Regions from separate parts of the Sus scrofa genome. Here region 1 is linked to region 2. A link is a contact called in public HiChIP or PLAC-seq data. All regions are on one chromosome and are shown on one strand. Each heading gives the region's core, a stretch centred on a gene start, on an enhancer-like site or on the middle of the called end of the contact. The rest is flanking DNA. Distances are from core to core; before and after follow the strand shown.

Evidence for each region. HiChIP or PLAC-seq counts read pairs in DNA pulled down with a chosen protein or histone mark.
Region 1: a contact with region 2 is called in an H3K27ac HiChIP or PLAC-seq map of skeletal muscle. The contact joins two enhancer-like sites. A contact is called at or near these places in 1 of 5 promoter capture datasets (liver), 30 of 47 Hi-C or Micro-C datasets (adipose tissue, alveolar macrophages, blood and 16 more) and 2 of 2 datasets of contacts at active chromatin or transcription factors (alveolar macrophages and skeletal muscle).

Annotation. Positions count from the first base shown.
Region 1 is chr7:112,919,212-112,925,419 of Sscrofa11.1, reverse strand. CCDC88C (protein Daple) reads left to right here. Exons shown (of 31, transcript XM_021100083.1): 28 at 374-442; 29 at 2,763-2,831; 30 at 3,758-4,035; 31 at 5,902-6,208. Among named protein-coding and RNA genes, the nearest start is that of GPR68, 18 kb to the right of the region's middle. Within about 2 kb of position 3,464, at least 1 of the 83 cell types and tissues checked has an H3K27ac peak or open chromatin away from gene starts, as enhancers often do. A contact at or near this core is called in skeletal muscle, where this site is marked.
Region 2 is chr7:112,835,658-112,842,145 of Sscrofa11.1, reverse strand. It overlaps C7H14orf159 (UPF0317 protein C14orf159 homolog, mitochondrial), which reads right to left. Exons shown (of 20, transcript XM_021100082.1): 7 at 4,343-4,519; 8 at 2,436-2,568; 9 at 1,397-1,634. Among named protein-coding and RNA genes, the nearest start is that of GPR68, 65 kb to the left of the region's middle. Within about 2 kb of position 1,490, at least 17 of the 83 cell types and tissues checked have an H3K27ac peak or open chromatin away from gene starts, as enhancers often do. A contact at or near this core is called in skeletal muscle, where this site is marked.

The sequences.
Region 1 (6,208 bases), core at 2,215-4,714, 81 kb before region 2:
CCAGAATCACTGGCACGGCCTGACCTGGGAGGTTGGCAGGGGCTCCCCAGGGCCCTGAACACTCAGCTCCTCTTGCTGTGTTGTCCTGAGGTCCGATCGCTGCTTTGGTCTTCCCGTCCCGGTCACCGCCCCGGCCGAAATGGGGTTTAAAGTCAAAGCAAACTAGGAGCCGGGAGTGCGAGAGCTGTGCCAGCAGGAGAAATAGGGGCGGGGGTGGAAGAGGCTCGGCCCACACTCCACTCCCTCGCTCCCCGGAGCTGGACGCTGCCATGACTCGGGCCAGGCCAGGTTCAGAGGTGGCCGCCTGGCAGCGGGCCCCAGTTTCCCTGTGGCTGTTCCAGAACCCAACTCATCAGCCTTCTCTTCGCCACAGGCTATAATTCCGACGACAGCCTCTGCGAGCCGTCCCTGGAGCTCGAGTTCGCTCACCATAGGCAGTACGGTGAGTGGTCAGCGCGACGGACCTGGACTCTCGACTTGCTCCCAGTTTCCTTCCTGCCAGGCCCTGGGTGGATAGTCCAGCACACAAAACAAGTGAAAGTGGAGTTGTTGTGCCGAGTGGGAATGGGGCCCACAGTTCCTCCAAGCTCCTTCCTTGCCCTCCCCAGCAGCCTGTGCATGTGACTTCTGCTTACATACCTCCAGTGACGGGGAAGTCACTTCTTATCAAACATCCCACTACTAGAGGCTTTATCGCCCCTTGTTTTAAAGCACCCTCCTATATATGCCAGGAAGTTCTGGTGACCCCACAGGGAGCATTGATTATGGAAAGATTTCTGACTGTCTTCACTTGGATTTTAGTTGCCCAGGGGAGCTCCGAGCTGTATTTCATCTTAGAAATTGTTAGAAGCACTTGCCGTTTGATTTAGGCATATTGTGCATTTCTGCCAACGGGAAACTGGGAATTATACCAACCTTCTCAAAAATTAAAAGTGGCTTTGTGTTGTTTTAAGTTTTTGCAAGACAAAAACCCTAAAGGGGTAGGAAGATAATTAAAAAAAGAAAAACTCAGAAAGTTTACATTGGCTTCAGTTTCCTTCCGAAGTGCTACGTGTAGGAGCTGGCATCATCTCCTCCCCTATCTGTTGTCTAAAAAGATTTAGGATACAAACGCAGAGATTTCCAACTTAGATGCGTAAAGACCCTCTCTGCAATGAAATGGTTTGACACAAGGGAGCCCTTTTGGCTTGATGTTGAATGATAGACATCACAGCAGGAGGGATCTCCTGCCTGCAGCCTTTGCTAAACCTGAGCAGCCGGCTTTCTGCTTGTCAGCTGACCAAAAGGGTTTTCTTCTTAAGTATTTTGATGCCTTGAGCTTCTCTTAGCTAGGAAAAAGAAGGGAAAGATTTTTTTCTTTTCATCCTTTTAGGGCCGCGTCCATGGCATCTGGGGGTTCTCAGGCTAGAGGTCCAGTCAGACCCACAGCTGGTGGCCTGCAACAGCCACAGCAACGTGGGATCCAAGCCTCATCTGCAACCTACACACTACAGCTCACAGGGACACGGGATCCTTAACCCATTGAGCGAGGCCAAGGATCGAACCCGCATCCTCAAGGACACTAGTCAGGTTCATAACCCACTGAGCCACAGTGGGAACTCCAGGAAAGGAGTTTTTGATGCATTACTTAGATAAAAGTGCCTTGGGGCCCTTTGATTTATATATCATGATTTTCTTTTAGTGAAATTTATTTCCTTTTTAAAGAGAGATGTGCATTTTTTAAAATTTTCAACTATTCCTTTCTCAGAAGACTTATTCTGCTTTTTTACCATACACGAAAACCATGTGCTTTTTGGCTCGTCCCCAACCCCGTTAGCTAACAAGCGTTTTCCAGATGCCTGCTATTTGCAGAGAACACGCCCAGCACTTGGGAACCGAGTGCCCTAAAGACCCAGTCAAACAAGAGCAAGCTTGCTTTGGGGGCGGGGGGTGGTCGGCAGTGCGTCCCCTGTTCCCAGTGCAGTCAGCCCAACACCAGCTGTGTGCTAGGAGGATGCAGAGATGACAGGGACACAGTCCCTGTCCCCCAGGGGCTGCTGGTCCGGCAGGACAAACACTGATATGGGGCTGGTGAGGCCCATGCTGCTGGGCTGGCGGAGGAGACAGGGAGAGGTGGGCCTGGAAGGCACCACCTGCCCTTCGCATGGGGCGGGGGTCACCCTTCCTGTGCCTGATGCTCACCCTCTGAGCTGCTGCAGACACGCTCCCTGGGTGCACACGGCAGCCAGGAGGGCTAGTTCCCTCCAGTGCTTCTTCGCCTAAAGGTCAGTTTTTCCCTTTGAGGCAGATGTGAGTTTAAGACGCATGAGTGGGAGGACAGCAAACAGCCAGGGAAAGCCAGCGTGCCCTCTCCTCCTGAGGGTCCAGCTCCCACTCCCAGGACCAGGGAACCCAAGCCTCCCTGCACCCAGGCACTTGCTCCCTGCACACACGTGCACATACTGCCGCTTCCTGGCTCCGCCCTGACCAAGCCACACTGTTTTCATGAATGTTCCAGAAGCTCTGTGCAGTGACGGGTTGGACACCTCTACCCTTGGCTTAGCCAGAGCAGCCCCTTTCTTTTTTGGTCAACCTTTTGAGTTCTGCATGAGATTTCCATCATGAACAAACTTGTTTTAAGCTACAGCCTTAGATCTAATTTTAAAAAAATACTGCAGGCCGCCCTTCCTGGCGGCACCTGGCTTAACTTCAGCACAGTTGTTTTGTTCCATGATTTTTCTCAGTCATTGCCCTTTAGGTTAAATGTTGATGTTTCTTTTCAGTGTCCAGGCCAGGGAGCTTGGAGAGCAGTAGAAATGCATCCAGCGACAGCTCACCTCTTAACCTGAAAGGTAAGCTGACCTTTCCTTCCGGGCACTTTTCAGTGTAAGTGGATCTTTGGCTCTGAGCTTATATTTGTAATTTTAGAAAGACAATTACTGGAGTTCCCTGGTGGCTCAGAGGGTCAAGGGTTAAGTGTTTTCACTGCTGTGTCTCTGGTTACAGCTGTGGCCTGGGTTCCATCCCTGGCCCGGCAGTTTCCCCATACTGCAGCCGTGGCCAAAAAAAAAAAAAAACCCAAAATACAGTTATCAGGATCGTGCACGCATTCTTCATTGGTGTTCCTAGGCCACATCACACAGTTTCAATGAGTACAGGCCGAGAGTTCACATGGATTGGGATTCAAATCCCTTCACCCCCACGGCAGGCCCTGGGCACCCGGGCGAGTCACCCATCCTCTGAATCCAAGTTACTTCATCCTTAGAATGGGGACTGAAAAGTAGTTTCGTTCCCCTGTGGTCAGGAACAGAGCGGATAGATGGCTTTGCTTCTTTTATGTTCTCTTAAATTCATTTTATGGTACAGAATACAGTCTGTCTTAATGAATAAATCTGGAAAGAACTTTGCCGTCCCGAGGCCATAAAACTTGTGTACTTCTTAGCGTCCACATGACCAGCCTCTAAAGGCCACCTGGCTTGTAGCAGGTGCTGAACCAGCAACCCCCGCGCGTGTGAATGGACAGGCTCATGAGCGCGGTGCCTTACAGCTGTTACTGATTTAAACTTAAGCAAAGCTTTCCGCCCTTATCTCAAGTTATTTTGTTCTGAATGCTAAGCACTGGAGGGTGGGTCCTGAACCTCCAAAATCCCAGCCTGGGAGAAGAGCGTCCTGGGTGCTCGGGTGGGGTCCTTTGTGTGTTAAGTGAGCCCACCAGAGGTGGGAGGCGGGGAGAGAAGGCTTAACATGTGTTTCTCTGTGTCGCCCGTCCTGACCCCAGGTTCCTCCGACCAGCTCCACCGCAGGTCCGAGAGCTTCAGCAGTGAAGACCTGATCCCCAGCAGGGACACGGTCCCTGCCAGCACCCCGGGGCGCCCCGCCCTTGGCCGCCATGAGTACCCCCCACCCCGGAACGGGCCTCTCCCCCAGGAGGGTGTCCAGAAGAGGGGTGCTGCCCTGCCCCACGGCGGGGTGCGGCCCTGCTCCGCCTCCCCAAGTAGCGAGATGGTCACCCTGGAGGAGTTCCTGGAGGAGAGCAACCGGGGCTCCCCATCCCCCGTGAGTGGCCCGTAGCAGCAAAGTCACTGGAAGGGATGGGGCAGGGGTGGCGCAGCCTCGGGGCTGGGCTGCTTGGACGGGGAGGGATACCCGGTGGCTGGCACATCCCCAGGCCTCCCAGGCATTTTCTCCACCTGTGAAGCCAGCGGGCAGAACTTGGTGCCAGTGCGGAGGGCGGGGATGGGGTGCACCCGCTGCTGGCCAGGAGCCACTTGCAGGGTTAGGATCTCACGCTGGGTTTTGTATCAGAGCTCTGAGTACCCACTGCCCCTGAGCTGTCACCAGCAGAAGGCAGCGAGTTTTTTCTATAAAGGGCCAGCTAATAAATATTTTAGGCTTCCGAGGCCAGGCGGTTTCTCTTGCAACTCCTCAGCTCTGCCACTTCAGCGGGAAAGCAGCCACAGACTGAGAACCGCTGAGAGCCGCCCCCCAGCCCCTCCTATTTGCTCAAGGCGCCCAGCCTCACTATCCCCACATCCCCGACACCCCCACCCTCTCCCGAGCAGGCCTCCCCTCCCTGAGTGCTGTGCTAAGGGGCGGTGGGGAGGGGGACAGTGAGGTGGGCTCCCTGAGTGCCCTCCTGCAAGTAGGTGTCAAAGAAGTTCGAAGTGTGCAGAAAAGAGCCAGGGTGCAGAAAACAGCTCCCCCCCCCCGTGTCAGCCCTAGGTTCTAGGTGTCTGACCTCCATGACTTCAGTTTTCTTACCGATTAAAGGTTATTTTAATACACCCTTAAATAACTTTTCGAGGTTGCTTTCAGAATTAAATGAGTTTTCTGCCACCACGCCCCTGGTTCCTAGCACAGTGGCATGAGGGGAGCTCTCAGTAAATGGTTCCTGTCCATCTCGATATTGATGGCACAGGACCTTACTGTCCACACACTCGAGAGTGTGGCTTCAAGCTAGTGTGAAACAGCAGGTTGCACCTCTGTCAAGTTGAGCATCCAGATGTTTTCTGGGACTAGGAGTTGTTGGCAGGTGGTTCCTGAGCTGCTGACTCATCCTGCAGCCTGACAGGTCGAGGCAGGCTGGGGTCTGATTACAGCAGCTCTCAGCCCCTGACTTTCATCTCCAGCGTGAACTTGCTTCGCTTCCCCTTGTTGCCTCATCAGCCTCTGGAGAAACCTCCGATTGACTCCAGGCTGGGAGGTGCTGGCAGGAGGCTGGAGTTACCAGAGCAGGTTCCTAGAGCTTGGTCCCCAGGGGGTCAGCGGTGGACACCAGTTTCCCGGGGTTTGGGGTGGCAGCCGGGTGGTGGGAGGCAGCCGCTGGAGCGGGTACAGTCTAGAGGGCTGAGCCGCCTTCCTGTTCTCCTGGACGGTCGGCCTCTCTGGTTCCCACCGCCCCCGCCTGCCCCTGTGCCTGCCTCTCTGCTTTCTTCCATCAGGAGAAAGGTCTGAGGGCCAGTGAGGTCCTGAGTGTGGTTGGTTCCTCTTGCTCTCTCTGGCCCGCAGTAAAGCCTTTGCAGTGTGTCTGAGCGAGGAGGGCCGTCCCCAAGGTCCAGTCCTGCCAGTCCGCACGTTGCCACCTGCTCTGCTTGGCGGAAAGATGGGAAACAGAGGGCAGCAGTTGGCCTGACTGCTTTATAACGTGGAAGGGACTTGTGCAGAGTCATTTTCTCTCTAGATCCACTTTCTTGCTTGTCAAATCGGGGGGGGGGGGGCCCTCTCCCTGGTAATCTGTGAACAGCCCCGCTCCCCTCCTCCCCATCCTGACCGGGGCATTGTGTGCAGCAGGGATGTTAGGCCTTCAAGTGGCCGGGCGGGGAGCTTCGGTCCTGGCCCTGCAGGCTGCACAGAGTCACCCTGGGTGGAAGGGGGCTCTCCAGACCCCTGGCTCCCACTCAGGCCTTCCTCTCTCCTCTCTAGGATGCTCCCAGTTGCCGGGATGACCTGCTGAGCGACTACTTCAGAAAGGCCGGTGAGCTCTCGGGCATCGGCGGCCAGCCAGGCCCACCTGCCAGGAAAGAAGGGGCCAGAATGCCCACCAGCCTTGTGGCCCCCACCGTTAAGGTGGCCGTCGCCACCTCTGAGGGGAAGCTGCTGAAGCCCGGGCAGTACGTGAAGCCAAACTTCAGACCTGCTGAGGCCGAGGCCCCGCCCAGTGCCCCCCAGAGGCCAGTGCAGCCCCCCCAGAGCCTGTCCCTGGGCAGGCCCCGGCAGGCCACCATGCCCC
Region 2 (6,488 bases), core at 241-2,740:
CCGGGTCCTGCACTGGCTGGTAGCATCTGATTTGAACACACTGAGTAGTTTGTGGTTCCTTCTCCAACAGGACCTCTAGCCACAGGCCTGCTGCAAACTGTATTGGAGAAGGACGGGGAGGAGACCCAGAATCTGGATTTTAACCCCCTCAGGATGCTTGCTGACTTCCATTCTGAGTGGCATCGTTTCCAAGCATGGAACCTCAGACGCCTGGTGTGATTGCTGGAGGGGACTTGGGGACATTTAGCCCAATGTCGTCATTGTACAGATTGCTGACAAAGCCAGTGATTTTGAGTTTATCTTGGTACAGACTGGGTCACACAACCCAGGCAAAAACTCTGTTTGACCACCAGCAGCATCCCTGCACCTGGCCAGCTGTCAGCGCACCCGCGAAGATGGCGGAGAGAAATGTATCGATCGGGTCCAATCGATCCCACTAAAGATATAACAACTCATGGAGTTCCCGTTGTGGCGCAGTGGTTAACAAATCCGACTAGGAACCATGAGGTTGCGGGTTCGGTCCCTGCCCTTGCTCAGTGGGTTAACGATCCGGCGTTGCTGTGAGCTGTGGTGTAGGTTGCAGACGTGGCTCGGATCCTGCGTTGCTGTGGCTCTGGCGTAGGCTGGTGGCTATGGCTCCGATTAGACCCCTAGCCTGGGAATCTCCACATGCCGCAGAAGCGGCCCAAGAAATAGCAAAAAAAAAAAAAAAAAAAGAAACTCAGCAGACATTCGGCTTTGGGTGGTCCTGGACCATCTTTCTATGAAACGTGGCAAGTGCTGATTGCATTTTTGCAGAATGCTGGGCTTTGTCAAAGTTTGTTATGCAGCTGAGCATGTTCCGTTATGCTCAACCCTGACTCTCCCCCAAGGCCCAATCCCAAGCTCCCATCAGGCCTCTGAGAGCCTCCAAGAGGCCTGGGCAGCTTCCACGCTTGGATCTGCTCACTCACTGTCAGGCTGAGTGAATACACTGGGGATCAAAGGATTTCAGTTCCAGTTAACACTTGGAAGGAAGCCGTCCCCTGCCCAAATATGCTGCTGAACAATAGCCTAGATTAGTGGTTGCTATGATTTCAGATCTCAAGACAAATAGCTCTGCTGACATCCTCCACCACCTGCTTCCCCCACCCCAGGGTTCACCCCAAGTGTCACAGGGGCTAATGGGCGAGGCTAGCAGTTCCGTCAAGGACATCACCTTCAAAACTGAAGGGCATCTGCAAACCCAGCCCTGGTACTGACTGCTGCAGGAATCTGTCTTGTCCAGGGCCTTCACCCCAGGGCTCCTGGGAAAGATGAGACAAGTCAGAGGAACTCAGGAACATAGCAAGTTCCTGTCTTCTTGGGAAGAAGTCCAATGCAGCTGTCAGAATCATGAATGAGAGTGGACCCTGACCTGGGTCATGGATGTGAATTGGTTGTCCTTGCACCACCCGCACTGAGCAACTGGCCTGCACCAGCCTTTCCAGCTTGTCCTTGGGAACATGCCTCACTATGACCACCAGGGGGCGGCAAAGGCCAGTGATGTGGCGCAAGGCCCAGCTCTCTGCCGAGAAATCAAGTGAAAACTCTTTTCGTGTTTTTGTTTTTGTTTCTAAAAAACAGAATCGGCCCAGGTCGAAGCCCTGAGCACCAAGAGTTCAAGGCAGCTGAATGAAGACAGAGGTCCAAGTAGCTATTATAAAAATGCAGCTTCTACTTTTAGGTGACAGAGATCAGGATGTTTGCTGGGGATTATTGGTCTAAAACTGAGAATCTTAACTTTGCAGGTGCCTCTGGTCGTCTGGGGCAGCCGTAAACCTGTGTAGAAGTAGTAGTTTTTTGCCTTTTTTTTTTTTTCCTTCGGTCTCACCTGCAGCATATGAAGTTCCTGGGCCAGGGATCGAACCCATGCCACAGCAGTGACCCAAGCTGCTGCAGTGACAATGCCAGAGCCCTAATGTGCTGCACCACAAGGGAACTCCCTAGAAGGAGTATTTTTAACTGCACAAAAGGAAATGCAGAGGATTACAAAAGAAACCAATCATGCTGGAAATGCAGTTATCAAATTATGGGGGGAACATGTTAGGTGATGTTTCTTCATTAACAGCTCAAGGAACAAGATGGCAGGCCCACCGCTGGAATTTTGAAGCGGTGATGGACATATGGGGTAATTTTGAGATTTCAGGAAGGACCGCAGTGTGACATGAAAACATCTGTGCTTTCTTTGGGCAGCCACGAAGTCCCCGGGTCTGCTGACACGTCACAGCTTCTTCCCTGCCTTCATGCCAGAAGGAAATGCTCAATTTCACTGTGAGGCTATGAAAATTCAAATGTAAATTTTTCCCCAGTGGATTCCACGGACCCTCTGAATTTTCTCCACAAACCTCAAGGCGCCTGTGAACCACAAGCGAGGATCTCTAGGAGAATCAGAGGCAGAGGGTCCCAGACCCCACTGGGCCCTGCTCATGCCTCCTGCCTCCGGAGAAGCCACCCAGGACGACCCGTGTGACTGTCACTGGTGGTGTTGTTTTTTCTCCCCTGGACGGTTTCTGGACCCCGTAGCGGGGCTTATGAGACACTGAGGACCTGCCAGGAGGATAATCGGCTGGGACAGTCTTGGCAGCTGCCTGAAGGGCTTGCTGTTAGCACCCTGTCAGCCACAGGATGAAAGCTTGGTGTGCCTGCCAGTTTGTGCCCAAATAACAGCTCTTGGGAAGGGGCACATGCCCTGGAGGCTCCCAGGAGACTGGCAGGGCGCCCCGAGGCTGAGGGCCTCCTCCCGAGGGCCCACCTCACCTCCCCAGGGCCCCCAGCTGAGTCCAAGACACTGCCTGGCCATTTCTCCCAGGACCGGTGGGCAGAGGCACCAGTGTCTGAGAAGAAGCTATCTGGGAACCCTGGGGGGCAGCGAGGTGTGGCCACAGGGCTCTGCAGAGCACTTACTGTGGGCAGTGCCAGGCACCTCTGTGCCATGTATCATATATCCTGTAATTGTCACCCCTCCTCCGCTCTCAGCGTTTATTTTATTTTATTTATTTATTGATTTTGCTTTTTAAAGCCACACCTGCAGCATATGGAGGTTCCCAGGCTGGGGTCAAACTGGAGCTGTAGCCCCCGGCCAACGCCAGAGCCACAGCAACGCCAGATCTGAGCTGCATCTTCGGCCTACACCACAGCTCATGGCAACACCAGATCCTTAACCCACTGAGGGGGCGGGTGCAGGGATTGAACCTGCATACCCTTGGATACTAGTTGGGTTTGTTGCCACTGCGCCACAATGGGAATTTGATAGGCATTTTATAGGTGGGAGCCAGGAGCCCTGGTTTCCAGGCTGCTTCTGGCACTGTGGCAAGTCCCTCTCTCTTTCAAGCCTCATTTCTGCATCTGCACACGATGGGCCGCCAGCCCTCCCGGCTCCTACCTGCCCCAAACAGTGGCGTGTTCCAGGCCAGCCCTGCCCTGCGGTTCTGCCCCGCCCTGCCCCACCTTCCAGAAGGTTCCTCAGACACTACTTCACACACGAAAAGCAGCACACACTGTGGGCAGCCTGTGTCAGAGCAGAGGCAGATCAGGCCCCACTGGCAGGAGCCCAAAGCAAGCAGGACTGCAGAACTGTTCCGGAGCCCTAGACAAAATCACCAATCTGAGTCCCCAAAGAACCCCGGGCCAGGCTGTTGACACTGGCTGACCCTCCACCCGGCCGAGTAAATTCTCAGACTTCCCAGGAGTGTCCCGGCAGGGGTCAGAGAAGGAGGGATCTGGTTCTCTCCTCGCGACAGACAGGCTGTGGCTGGATTAAAACCTCGGAGCCACAGCAGGGAGGCGGCCCCCCAGCGCGCCCGTCCCAGGAGAGGCCGCCACGCTGCACTTGTGACCACAGCCGCCGCCTCCGGCCAAGACATGACCCAGCTTTCCTGACAAGAGACATAACCCAGCAGCTAATGGCCTGGCCGAGGCTCTGCCACAAATCCCCGGGCATGTACCCCACCAGGCACACGCTCCCCGGGAACCTTTTCAAAAATCTCACTGAGATGCCCTAAGTTAAAGGAGCCAGACCGATTCTGCACAGGTCTGGTTTGCACAGCCCAGTGATGGGTCCAAAAGGGCTTGACTGAGCCTCTCGAGGGCACGCTGGGTGCTCACAGCAGCCCCAGAGGCGGGCAGGGGAGAGGCTGGTGGTTCCATTTTCCGGATGAGGAAATAAGCTCAGAGAGGTCAACCACTTGTCCCGGGTTGCACAGCCAGAAGGTGGCTGAGCTTAGGTCTCCTGTCTCCGGTTGACAGTGTTCTCTCCAGCACGGGAAAATACAAGTGGACCCGCATTTTCCAGTCGTTCTATCTCCGTGGATTGCGTCCCTACCTTGCAGGCGCCCATGTGGTTGTAGCTGCTGCATCTCCTCTGGAGAGCCCCGCCTTCTCCAAGGCCCCTTTCAGAGAGAAGCTGCCACCCAGCAGGAAGGCCACCGCGTCCTTCAGTGAGGTCAGACTGCCAGTGCAGGCGCCGAACATGTACTTCCAGAACTGGGGACAGCCCGTCCTGGGAACATAAGGGAAAGCTCATAGACCCCAGACTCAGCATGGACTCTGTGCATTTTTAAAAAGGACTTGGGAGAGAGACGAGGACGGCTGGGGCTGAAATTTCAGGCGCTGGCATCAGGGCAGGGAGATATAGTTTTGAGCAGGGGGCCTTGCTAGCATCCTTCAAATCTTGCCAGACTGGGGACCATTCAATCAGCATGAATATAATGCTGATTCCACGCTATTATATGGCCTGTAACCTCAACCCAAAACCAGCAAGAAGAAACAATGGCGCCTTCTCAGCCATCAACACCCACAGATCAAAGGGACAGAGGGCACGTGTCTCAGGGAAGCTCCCAGAGCCAGGAATAGAAAGGCCTTCCTTCTCCTTAGACTCTTCTGCAGGGTGGAAAGACTTTGGTTCTGGAGTTCCCGCTGTGGTGCAGTGGCTTAAGAATCCAACTGCAGTGGTTTAGGTCACTGCAGAGGTGTGGGTTCGATCCCCTGCCCCTCGCAGTGGGTTAAAGGATCCTGTGTTGCCACAGCGTGCATAGGTCGGAGCTGGGGCTTGGATTCAGTCCCCGGCCCCAGCCCAGGAATTTTCATATGGAATTTTCATATGGAATTTTCACATGTGGGTGCAGTCATTTAAAAAAAAAAAAAAAAAAAGACTCTTGTTACAAGCCTGTTCTTCATTCACTCCAAAATCATTTTGCTGACCTATTCTTCCATGCCAGGCACAGACCAGGGGACAGGGTGTCGTGATGGAGAGGACACAGGCCAGCCTCTAAGTAGCTTGAAATCCTACATCCATTGAAATCAGATGCTTGCAGTACAGATCAGTGAGGGCTAACTGACCAAGTAAAAGAGTGACTCAAAAAAACAAACAAACAAACAAACAAACAAGAATACTAAAAAAAAAAAAAAGAAAAAAAGAAATTAGTAGAAAATTAAAAGAACACTGTAAACCAACTATAATGGAAAACATAAAAATCATTTAAAAAAAAAAGAGTGACTCAGGGAAGGGAGACATCTATTCTTTCCCACAAATGGGCAGGCGCTGGAGCCGGGTCTTGAAGGATGAATAGGAGTTCACCAGCTGGACCAGGAAGAAAGGCAGAGCAGCATGTGAATAGCATGGAGGCCTGGAGCCCCAAGGCTCACTGGGCCATCTGTCTAGGTGCCCCCAAGACGGCAGTGTGGGAGGGGCTAGTGAAAAATATAAAGGAGCTGACCTGGGGCCCCTGGTACACGCTCTGAAGGACCCTCATGCACCTCGAGTCCACAAGTGACCACAGAAGAATGTTCTGGGGAGCTTTCTCTCAGGGGAGAGGGTGGGAGGTACCTGGAGTGTCCAGGGTTGGGGAGGCCGTGAGCAGGGGCCCCCTCACTACAGGCCTGATATCAGGTAAGGTAGAAGCTGCGGGAAGGCCCTGAAAACTTTAAATGGGGGTCACACACGCAGATGCGGTGTTAGAAAAAGTCACGCCGGTGGGCGACTAGAAGATGGGGGGGCGGAGAAAGAGAGGGTCAGAGTGGAGCTAGGAGAACAGTTAAGACGTCGTGGTCACAGGAGTTTAGGTGAGGGATGTGAGCCTGAGCTAGGAGGCTGGGGGCAGAAGGACCACGTGCTCCGTAAGCTGGATGTTAAATACAGCTCAATCCTGTGCAGTCAGCTCTCTCGCTTGGGTGATGAAGTGGGTGGACAGCACTGCTCGTGGGATTTTCCAGGGCTGGACTTTCTCAGTGGCCCCAGAGATTTTTCCCAGCATGGGGGTGGGGGGATGGAGGGATGTGGGGGTGGGGGGTGGGGGAGGAGGGGAAACGGGGTTGGGGGGGACAGTGGATCTTCCTGAACAATAGTCACCAGGGACGCATCACGCCCGGCACCATGGGGTCCCTTTGAGGCTGGACAAAGTGGACCCTGGTGACAGATACACCTGGCTGCGGCATCTGGCCACCCCCAAGCTTTGACCCTCCCTGAAGCC